2 separate regions of the Danio rerio genome follow, and region 1 is linked to region 2. The links are chromatin contacts, called in public Micro-C maps. All regions are on one chromosome and are shown on one strand. The core of a region is the stretch at or near the end of the contact, and the rest is flanking DNA. Distances in the headings are between cores, read along the strand shown.

Region 1 (5,189 bases), core at 1,887-4,386, 310 kb after region 2:
ACATCCACACACGTAATCTTATCTTTAGCTCGTTTTCAAGACTGACAGATACACAGCACCGAAATTCACCAGCAGCAGGTTCTCTGTGGCCTGCGGTTGTAAACGGTGTCAAACACTAAACCAGTGTTTTAATACATTAACATTAATGCAAATGCAAAGCCTGTGGGGCCTGTGAAGCGCACAAATAAATCGAGAGACACCTAATATTTTTTGTTGTAATGGTTTTAATTCGGCAGCACGCTGAGCTAAATTTTCAGCGTACTATTTTTTTAATAAATAAATACGCATCTAATGTATGCTAACTTAAAAAAAACATTTTAATATGCGAGTACAAATGTATAAACCCATATGCATTATATAAATTACGGGCTGACATATATAAAGATGCAAATGTCATTGACTGTATTTTTTTAATTTTTATAAATACTTAATTATTTGCATTATAATTGTCATTATTTAACATTCGCATTTTAAAAATGATGACAGCTCAAAAATGAAAATATGTAAACTGCGCGCAGAAAAAAAACTAAACGTGCAGGCTTTATAAATCGTTGCACTCATATAAAAAATATAGAGAGTTTATAAAGTAAATGACTACCTTGACGTGCGTTCTTCATTGCATTTGGGCCGTTTTATGTCCCCAAGCAGAGCAGAGATTTACAGGCAAAACATAAACGCTGTGGTGTCGCTCCTCGTTTCCACTAAAAAATAGAAACGGTGTTAACTCACTAAATTTAAATAGCATCTAACATTTCATTTGTTTGACTGAAACAACAAAGCCAGACAGTTTTAACCGTGTGCATGCAATTTCAATGGAATACTTACTTTCAAAAAGCTGCACTCGTGTGTCAGTGTGCCATCTTATAAAGACAAATTAATGCAAATAATGCATAAACTTGTGGTTAATCATTTGTTTGAGCTAGAGTTAGTGAATGCACATTATTAAACCGTATAAGTGACATTTTCGTTTGTTTTGTTTGAGTAAATCAAACAACAAATATCATATTAGAATTGCAACCCAAATGGTAAACAAAATCAAAACCAGAAGCAATTTCAAATATCCAAATTTCAAAAATTTATTCATTTCAAACTGCATTGGAAAAAAAACTCATCTTGTAACTGTTATAATGATGTTATTAGTTAAAATATATACATGGAGCGTTGGCAACTGCGTACAGGCCACATTTTACAACTACGAAAAATGAAAGTTTTAAAATAAAAACTTAAAATATCACAGAAAATGTACAGAAAATTTACAAACCATGAGAAAATAAAGAACACAAACTTCATATATCTAACAGATGAAGAGTGGGAGACCGAAAATAATCAAGTGGAAATTAAAAAAAGCTGGAGAGTGCCTCTGTTCGTTCTCTCATTTAGAACTTAATAATAATAATAATAATAATAATAATAATAATAATAATAATAATAATAATGATTTATTACTATGTACCTTCAGTGAGAAACTCTTTAAATCCAGTTTTCATGTCAGCCTTTGCAAAACTTTGACGTAAACATCAGTTGTGCATCAATTTCTTGCACAATTTTTTATAATTTTTTTAAAACTTTCTGCTGTTTACAAACATTACATCTCGTTGTTGTTATTACGCTTCTTTTTTTAGATAAATACTGTACAAAAAGTCGATTGCAATAATAAAACATTTGATTCATTCTCCCCCCGCTTGTCAACCATGTCCAAATCTCATACACCTTTTGGAAACAAAACAGAACTGAAAAATCTAAATTAAAAAAATAATAAAATAAATCAGAAGAGAACAAAACAAAAACTGTGTGGAGTTCCTACCGTTCCTCTTTTTTTTAGTTTGTTTGTTTGTTTGTTTGTTTGTTTTTTAAATAGAAAGCAAAAGTTTTGTGTTCTTTCCTTGAGCTCTATACAACTTTTTCCCTCCCCAAAAGAAGTGTTCTGTACAAAAATAGTCCAGCAGTGTAGTAAAAAGAGTTCATTTTACATATGCGATAAGGGAATCGTGCCGTTAATCGTCGTACCGGGCACAGGTGCGCTCTGGTAATGTTGGGACATGTGCAGTCTGCTCTGAGCGCTCTGGTCCTGCACCTCCGCCCCGGGCAGGTACATACTGATCATGTCCCGCAGGTCCCCCGTTTGGCACTGTCCGGCCCGGGAATGAGACGACGACGTGACCACCGGCGGACTCGAACTAGACTCGGACTTGACCACCGAGCCCATGGAGCCCAGCGTCATTCCCGGCGTGCTTTGCTGCGAATAGGACATGCTGTAGGTGGGCGAGCCGTTCATGTAGGTCTGCGAGTTGGTCATGGAGTTGTACTGGAGCGCGCTCATGTCGTAGCGGTGCATGGGCTGCATCTGCGCCGTGTTGTGCGCGTTCAAACTCGGGTGCTGCGGGTAACCCAGCTGCTCCTGCATCATGCCGTAGCCTCCGTTGGTCCAGCCGTTCATATGCGCGTAGCTGTCCATCCTCTGGTTGACCCCGGCGCCCAAACCGGCCCCTACACCCACGCCGGCGCCCATGCCGTTGCCGCCCGGCGCCAGGAGCCCGCCCGGCAGGGTGTACTTGTCCTTCTTCATCAGGGTCTTGGTTTTCCTCCGGGGTCTGTATTTGTAATCCGGGTGTTCCTTCATGTGCAGAGCCCGAAGGCGTTTGGCTTCGTCGATGAATGGTCGCTTCTCGCTCTCGGACAGAAGTTTCCACTCGGCCCCGAGTCGCTTACTTATTTCCGAATTGTGCATTTTGGGGTTCTCCTGTGCCATTTTCCGCCGCTGTCCCCTCGACCACACCATGAAGGCGTTCATGGGTCTCTTGATGCGGTCCGGGCTGTTTTTCTGGTTGTTTCCCGAGGAGTTGGTGTTCCCCGTGCCCCCGGTGTTGGGCTGGGGCGCCGGGGGCTTCAGCTCGGTTTCCATCATGTTATACATTTAAACCGATTTTCTCGAAAGTCTACCCCACCAGCCGTAAAAATAAAAAATAAAGAAGTCCAAAAAGTGTGTGGAGAGGCTGCTGAAGTTACCTTAGCAGTTGGAGGTAACTTTGCTGGGAAAAGAAGCGCTCTTAGGTCCTGTTGTGCCCACAAACTTCTTTTCTTAGTCTTGAAGAATCAACACAAACTCGGTTTCCCTCCTCGCCAGAGCCCTTGTCAACTCCTGATACTTTTTGAACAAGTTAATAGACAACCATTCATAGAGCGACTGTCAGCGAATATAAATGGGTTTGTCGCTGACCAATCAGAGCGCGTCTGCTCCCTCGGTTTGCATAAAGGGGCGGGGTTACGGACGGTCAGCAGTGCAGCGCAGAGCCACAGGCAGTGGCTGTGAGTGTGTGTGTGTGTGTGTGTGTTTATGAGAGAGCTAAAGTGAGAATATTTCACACAAACCATTTTCCAATCAAACTCTGTATGATCTTAAGATTCTAAATAAACATTTAAAGTTTTATTATTAGTATTATTATTATTATTATTATTATTATTATTATTATTATTACTATTATTATTTATCGCTTTGTTTTTAGTGTAAGTTTGCGTATTCAACACATCAGTTAAACTCTTAAAGCACTGAAAATAAAATAAAGATTTTTTTAAGTTAAAACGGCAAGCTCATAATATTAAAAACTTCCAAAATAATGCGTGAATAAGCCGAATAAAATATAGCTATTTATTATTTAGTTCGCATTTAAAAATGAGCAGCGGCTTGTTTTATTAACGAATACAATAAAGTAAACGCAGGCGCACGAATTTAAAAGGTGTCATTTTAAAAACACTCGTTCTTGAGACATTATCCCAACTAACATGCCTGTATTTATGCCACTACACTTCAACCGGCTCAAGCTGAATGTGAATTAGAAAATGGAGGCCCGTCAATCATCACAAATAGGTAGTTTTGTTTCGGCTGTTGTCATTACATCACTCTGAACAAAAGCACGACAAAAGCCGACTACACTGACCATCTGAGTTGTAAGGATTTGTGTTATTAGGATTCACTCCATGAAGAGTGACAGGGGGAGAGGGTTTATTCAGCACAGCCTCCTTCAAAATAACAAGAGCACGGGCGCTTTGATTAAATCCAATTATTTGTATAATAACTAAAAACACAAGGAGCTATTTTTTGCCCAACACATCTATTCTCCGAGAATTACGATTAAAAGCTGATCATTCTTCCTGCAGAAGTTGACTTTACTCGACAAGAGTGGAACTAATATACAAACAGGCTTAATGTCAGGAGGAAAAAATGCCTATTTTATATTTTTCTTTTCCACGAAAGCATGTTTTATGTTTCAACAGCGTCCTCTTGCGGTCACACTGATACAAACTCGTGCTCCCTCAACATTTTCCACATGCACGCAGTTATTTTGGATTGCTTTATAAATAAGTTTTAGTCGCTGTACTTTTTATATAATTAGCGGGAGATAAAAAATAATAATTACACAAAACAAACAACATAAATTCCAACAATAATACTTATTTTTTTAGGGTTGCATGCATGAATAAATAAACACTCTCTCAGCGTCGTTTTAAACTTGTAAATCGACTAACAACGTGAGAATTTCAACACGACGGCAATGCAGCATGCGCCTTTATAATGCAAGTCTAAACTGCGCGCTCTCGATCTGCATTTGAGTGCCTTAATCTGCTTATGGAAATGTGTAGAACAGCGGGGAATCTCTAACATCCCAGAGTGGCTCCTGCTTTGGCTAAATTGTTAATTGTCACAGTTCTTCACAATAGGTGTATCAGCTCCTGAAAAGATTCTTAATATTAAACTAAAATATATATATGTAACAACTAATTTTATATATGCAAAAAAAAAATGTTTTTAACAAACATAAATTAACAGGCACGATAAAACAAATGTAACAAACAAAGATTTGGCATGTAAGAAAAATTATTCGTATTTTATAATATATGTCATTTATATATATATTTTTTTATCAACACATTTTTTAAACTAAAGCGATATAATAAACGAATAAATTAAAATAACTAGCCTACAACAAAAAAGAAATGTGTCATTCACCCGTGCCCTCATGTTTGCGCTCAATAATTAAACGCAAATTCAGCGGCGCATCTTTACCTATATATGCATTTATAAATTAGCTCGAGAATTACACAAAACCTTCTTTATAATTATTCAAGCATTTAATCCTAAAATTGGGAGATACAAATTACTACATATTAAGAGTGAGACGGGGGATAAAGGG
Region 2 (4,960 bases), core at 68-2,567:
TAAATGCAAAAAACTAAAATCGAATTCCAAAATGAAATATTTACGTAAATTCCCTGAAGACACCAGCACGGTGGCGCAGTGGGCACGATCGCCTCACAGCAAGAAGGTCACTGGTTTGAGCCCCGACAGGATCAGTTGGCATGTCTGTGTGGAGTTTGCATGTTCTCCCTGTGTTGGTGTGGGTTTCCCCACAGTCCAAACATGTGGTACAGGTGAATTAGGTAAGCTAAGTTGTCTGTTGTGTGTGAATGAGTGTGTATGGATATTTCCCAGTGATGGGTTGCAGCAGGAAGGGCATCCGCTGTGTAAAACATATGCTGGATAAGTTGGCGGGGTTCAGTCCTCTGTGGCGACCCCAGATTAACAAAGGAACTAAGCCGAAAAGGAAATCAATTAATGAATTCAACTGATTCATAACTAAATCAAATAAACATATGACTTTTAAGTATTTAAAAAAAATGCTGGGTTGTTGGGTCAAATGTGCACAAACCCAAGAGTTGAATACAAAAAAATAATCAAAGAAATTAACCCATTTGATTTTTCCATATTTGACCCAATTGGTTTACAACAACCAGGATGTCTTAATTTTAAATTAAAACTTAGAACTTTAGAACTAGTATCTAATCAAACGTATCTATCAAACTATTACTACTAATATATTTACATAAAAGCCCATTTTAACGATTATTATAGCCTACAATGTTCTAAATGCTGAAATAACCCAGTTTCTGAAGAGCTGATATTTTTGAGACGATCATGCCAGAGTTCCTCCAGATGAGGGCACTGTGTCTCCATCAGAGTCTCCACAGTCACTCAATACAGCCGGAGGTAGACACCAGTAAACAAGTGCAATATCATTTACACATCCAGAAAAAAACTAAACATAAAACACTCGTACAAATGAGGTTAAGCTCATCTGGCCTGAGAGCAAAACAAAATGGCGCGAAGTTTTAAACTATGGTAGCCCACTGACGACCGGGAGGGTAAACTTTTTTTCGGTAGGCTAATGCTAGTTTGTGTAATGCTTCAGTGAATCAAATTGATATATTGATTAAAATTACATCTAAATTATTAATAAAAACGTATCTACGTTTTCAGTGTTTTGAGATTTGAAATAACTCTCTTTAGTCATTTCAGACGTTTCTGTAGGTCAAACTCTACAAACTATGTGTCTAATTTGACTTTACTTTTAATTTATATATAGATACAAACACGAATTTTACTAGAAAAGTGTCTTGTGAACACTTACTGTCGGTGCAGATCTGCCGGTTTCTTCAGACTGTTACATTTTGTTTATTCCTCACAGACAATTTGGCGCGATTATGAATTCATGGTATGAACCCTTATAGGGGTGGCCAAACATATATTTATATTATCTATTGTTTTAACAATTAATACTATTATATCAGATACATGTCAGAGTAAAGTATTTGTCACTATTAAAGTGCTGTAATCTCCCCATACATCTTGTTTTGACGGATTATTTGTTTAGCATTTATTTGGGGGGTTCAAGCACCCCCACCTCGGTAAATCTTTAACTATGTAATTTGTTTAAATACTGTGAAGTGTTTACTTTATTAGAGAATTGAGAGTGTGTTTAATATAAATAAATGTTATTTTGGTAACACTTTAGTATATATATCGATTATTATATGTATCGATTATTATATGTATCGATTATATGTATCGATTATTAATTACTCACTTATTACCAAGATATTAACTGTTTATTAGCACTTAGTATCTAATTTTGATCTAATACCTAAACCTAACTACTACCTTAATAACTAATAATAATTAATATCTATTGAGCTAAAGTCTTAGTTAATGGTTAATAGTGTTAATAATTGTTCAATAAAATAAAGCATGATTATTATTTTTTTATAATAATCCTAGTTTTGCTTATTTATAATTCACTGTCAGCACTACTAACTGCTATAATTCGGTAATCAATGAATATTCATACATTAAATACACAAATAAATACATTTGAAAAATATTTATTTCAATTTATTAATTTTCTGTGTATTTATATTTATTATATTTTTTAGTCTTAAGATATATTTCTATGATATATTTTATTATATTTATTTAATTTACAGGCTTCAAAGCTGCTTTTATATAAAAAAAAATAACAGTGTACATTCAATATTTCCTTTTACTGTATGTTGTTTTTCATAAAGTCATCTATATGTCAAAGGGGTATAAGCATATTATATCATAACACATTAATCATAAATGTGACCCTGTTAATAAGCGTAATTTTTTTTTTGGAAATTAAAAACTGAATAAAAAAGTTGTAGAAAAATATTAAGCTGAGATAAAACAAATTGAAAACTAAATATTCGTATGAATAATATTGATAATATTTTAATAATACAAATAATAATATAAATAATTATTATTATATTATTATATTTTATTATTAATTATTAATATATTATTATTTGCATTATTAAATAACTATCAATATTTTGATTATATATATATATATATATATATATATATATATATATATATATATATATATATATTTTTTTTTTTTTTAAACATAATAATAAAATTATAATATTAAAATATTAATAAAATTACATTTAAAGTTACCTTTAAAAGCAAACAAAGTTATTAGCAATGCTTATTACTAACAATTTTTGTTTTATTTTAATATATTTACAGAAAATGTACAAAATATTTTTAAGGAACATGATCTTAATAATCTAATGATTTTTAGCATGAAAGAAAAGAAAACCAATCATTTTGAATCATAAAATGTATTTTTGTCTAATTTAGTGTTGTGCTCAAGGATAAGTGATCTGATTTTATTTCCTGTAATCCCAAAACGGATAAGTTTGTGTTTCAAAGATCAAATTTTACTTAAAACAATATGAATAATAAAAATCTCCCTTTCCTCATGCTTCATAGAGTTGTTTGATGCCTGTACAGCTTTTTTTCTCTCTGTCTTCAGAATTTACCACAAATAATGGGCAAAAAAAAGCTCAATCTTTCCCTCAGATCAGGCCGACAGGCAGACATGACATAAATGGATAAGTAGCCATCATTACATGAAAGATTGTTTGTTCAGCTAAATTGATCCCTCTGTTTTCTAGGGCTTGTTTGCTGGCGCACAATGTGAGAAAACGCCTGGCCTGCTCTCCATTTATCTGGACGCTAGTTTCGCACAGGCATTCAGATGCAGCTCCTGAAAGCTCATGTGTGTTCACATAACCCCTGGCATACATGGCTTTGGGTTGGGCACAGATCACAGGTAACACACAGGTGCACAGGGACAATTGACTGCGGATTGATGTAGCCTAAAGAGGAGCTGTGGTTTGGTGCCTGCGTGACTGCGGCGGGAAACCCGGAGAATTAAGGAGGAACGGGGCGGCAGCTGTGTGTGTGGAAATTCTGCTCTGTTTGTTTGCTTTTGGACGGTGAGAGTATAGTGCTGTGCACTAATGACGCTAATCCGTCCTGAGTGCTAGCGGAAATACTGATAGTTTCAACAGAAAGGTCGAATAGAGAGATCCCCCTCTTTGCAGTTCTTACACTTGATGTCAACAAATGCTAACTGATTTGATGTCCAAACCTTGACGTCTATTTGACATCCACACATTTACTAAGACAGCAACACGTTTTATAAGTTTTATTTACAAATTTACACTGGGTTTTGTGTCATGTGAACTATCTTGAGGTCAAAACAACATCAAATTGATGTCTAACAATGGCGTCAAAAACTCATCTAAACTGTTTGACTTCTAATCAAATCTTGTGATTTTTTTGTTTGTTTTTTGGACGGTGAGAGTATAGTGCTGCACTCTAACCATGCTAATCCTTCCTGAGCGCTAGCAAAAATACTGATATTTTCAGTAGAAATGTTGAATAAAGAGCATCTTGATGTCAGAAATGCTAATCAATTAAATGTCAAAACCTTGAAGTTTACTTGACATCCACACATTGATGGCCTTTTGACTAGCACAGTCATGACACCTGAAAGATTCAATTGCACATGATACATTTACGCTGGATGTTGTGTCATTACAATGCTTGTAAACTACCTTGATGTTAAAAAACATCAAATTGACATCTAACATTGCCGTCAAAACGAAAACTTTTTGATTTGTTTTTTGACGGCACTGTTAGATGTTAATTGGATGCCGTTTTCCTGTCAGAGTAGTCAATTGACATCACATTTATTTGCATTTGTGATGTGTTTGTTTGCTTTGGATGGAGAGAGTAATAGTGCTGTGCACTAATGACGCTAATCCCTCCTGAGTGCTAGCGGAAATACTGATAGTTTCAACAGAAAGGTCGAATAGAGAGATCCCCCTCCTCTCAGTTCTTACATTTGATGTCAAAAAAATGAAAAAATGCTCACAGATTTGATGTCTAAACCTTGAAGTCTATTTGACATCCACACATTTACTCAGACAGCAACAACACAAAAAGTATTATAATATAGCCTATAAGTGTTATTTATCTGAAATTTACACCGGGGTTTGTATCGTCAACTACCTTGAGGTCAAAACAACATTAAATTGATGTCTAACATTGCGGCGTCAAAAACACATCTTTAACTTTTTTTTTTTTGGATGGTGGGAGTATAGTGCTGCGCTCTAATGCCGCTAATCTCTTGTGAGCGCTAGCGGAAATGCTAATAGTTCCAACAGAAAGGTCGAATTAAGACTAAACTTTTTGATTTGTTTTTTGACGCCACTGTTAGATGTTAGTTTGATGGCATTTTCATTTATCTGTTTAGTAAAGCATACACTCAATGCATCACCTAGCGGGTTTCACACAGGCTTCTGCATCTTGTTTATATACACTATGAACAGCAGCTACGCTAATTATTCTCTTTATTCTCTATTTTCACCTGGGGATAATCATCCCGAGGTCCTCAGATTATGCAGAGTCACTGATTGGATCCAAGACCAGCGACGAGATGATCCCAAGTATTCCATAT

Evidence for each region. A called contact is a pair of places that touch in the nucleus more often than the background predicts.
Region 1: a contact with region 2 is called in a Micro-C map of caudal fin, with 7 times the contacts expected there. The contact joins the promoter of sox2 here to the promoter of atp11b in region 2. A contact is called at or near these places in 4 of 18 Hi-C or Micro-C datasets (caudal fin, embryo and an unstated tissue) and 1 of 4 datasets of contacts at active chromatin or transcription factors (embryo).

The regions. Positions count from the first base shown.
Region 1 is chr22:39,474,170-39,479,358 of GRCz12tu, forward strand. It overlaps sox2 (SRY-box transcription factor 2), which reads right to left and starts at 3,137. Exons shown (of 1, transcript NM_213118.1): 1 at 1,052-3,137. The coding sequence starts at 2,914. The coding sequence ends at 1,967. The region is part of intron 4 of sox2ot (SOX2 overlapping transcript); the gene reads right to left.
Region 2 is chr22:39,170,178-39,175,137 of GRCz12tu, forward strand. It overlaps atp11b (ATPase phospholipid transporting 11B), which reads right to left and starts at 1,318. Exons shown (of 33, transcript XM_073937652.1): 1 at 1,250-1,318.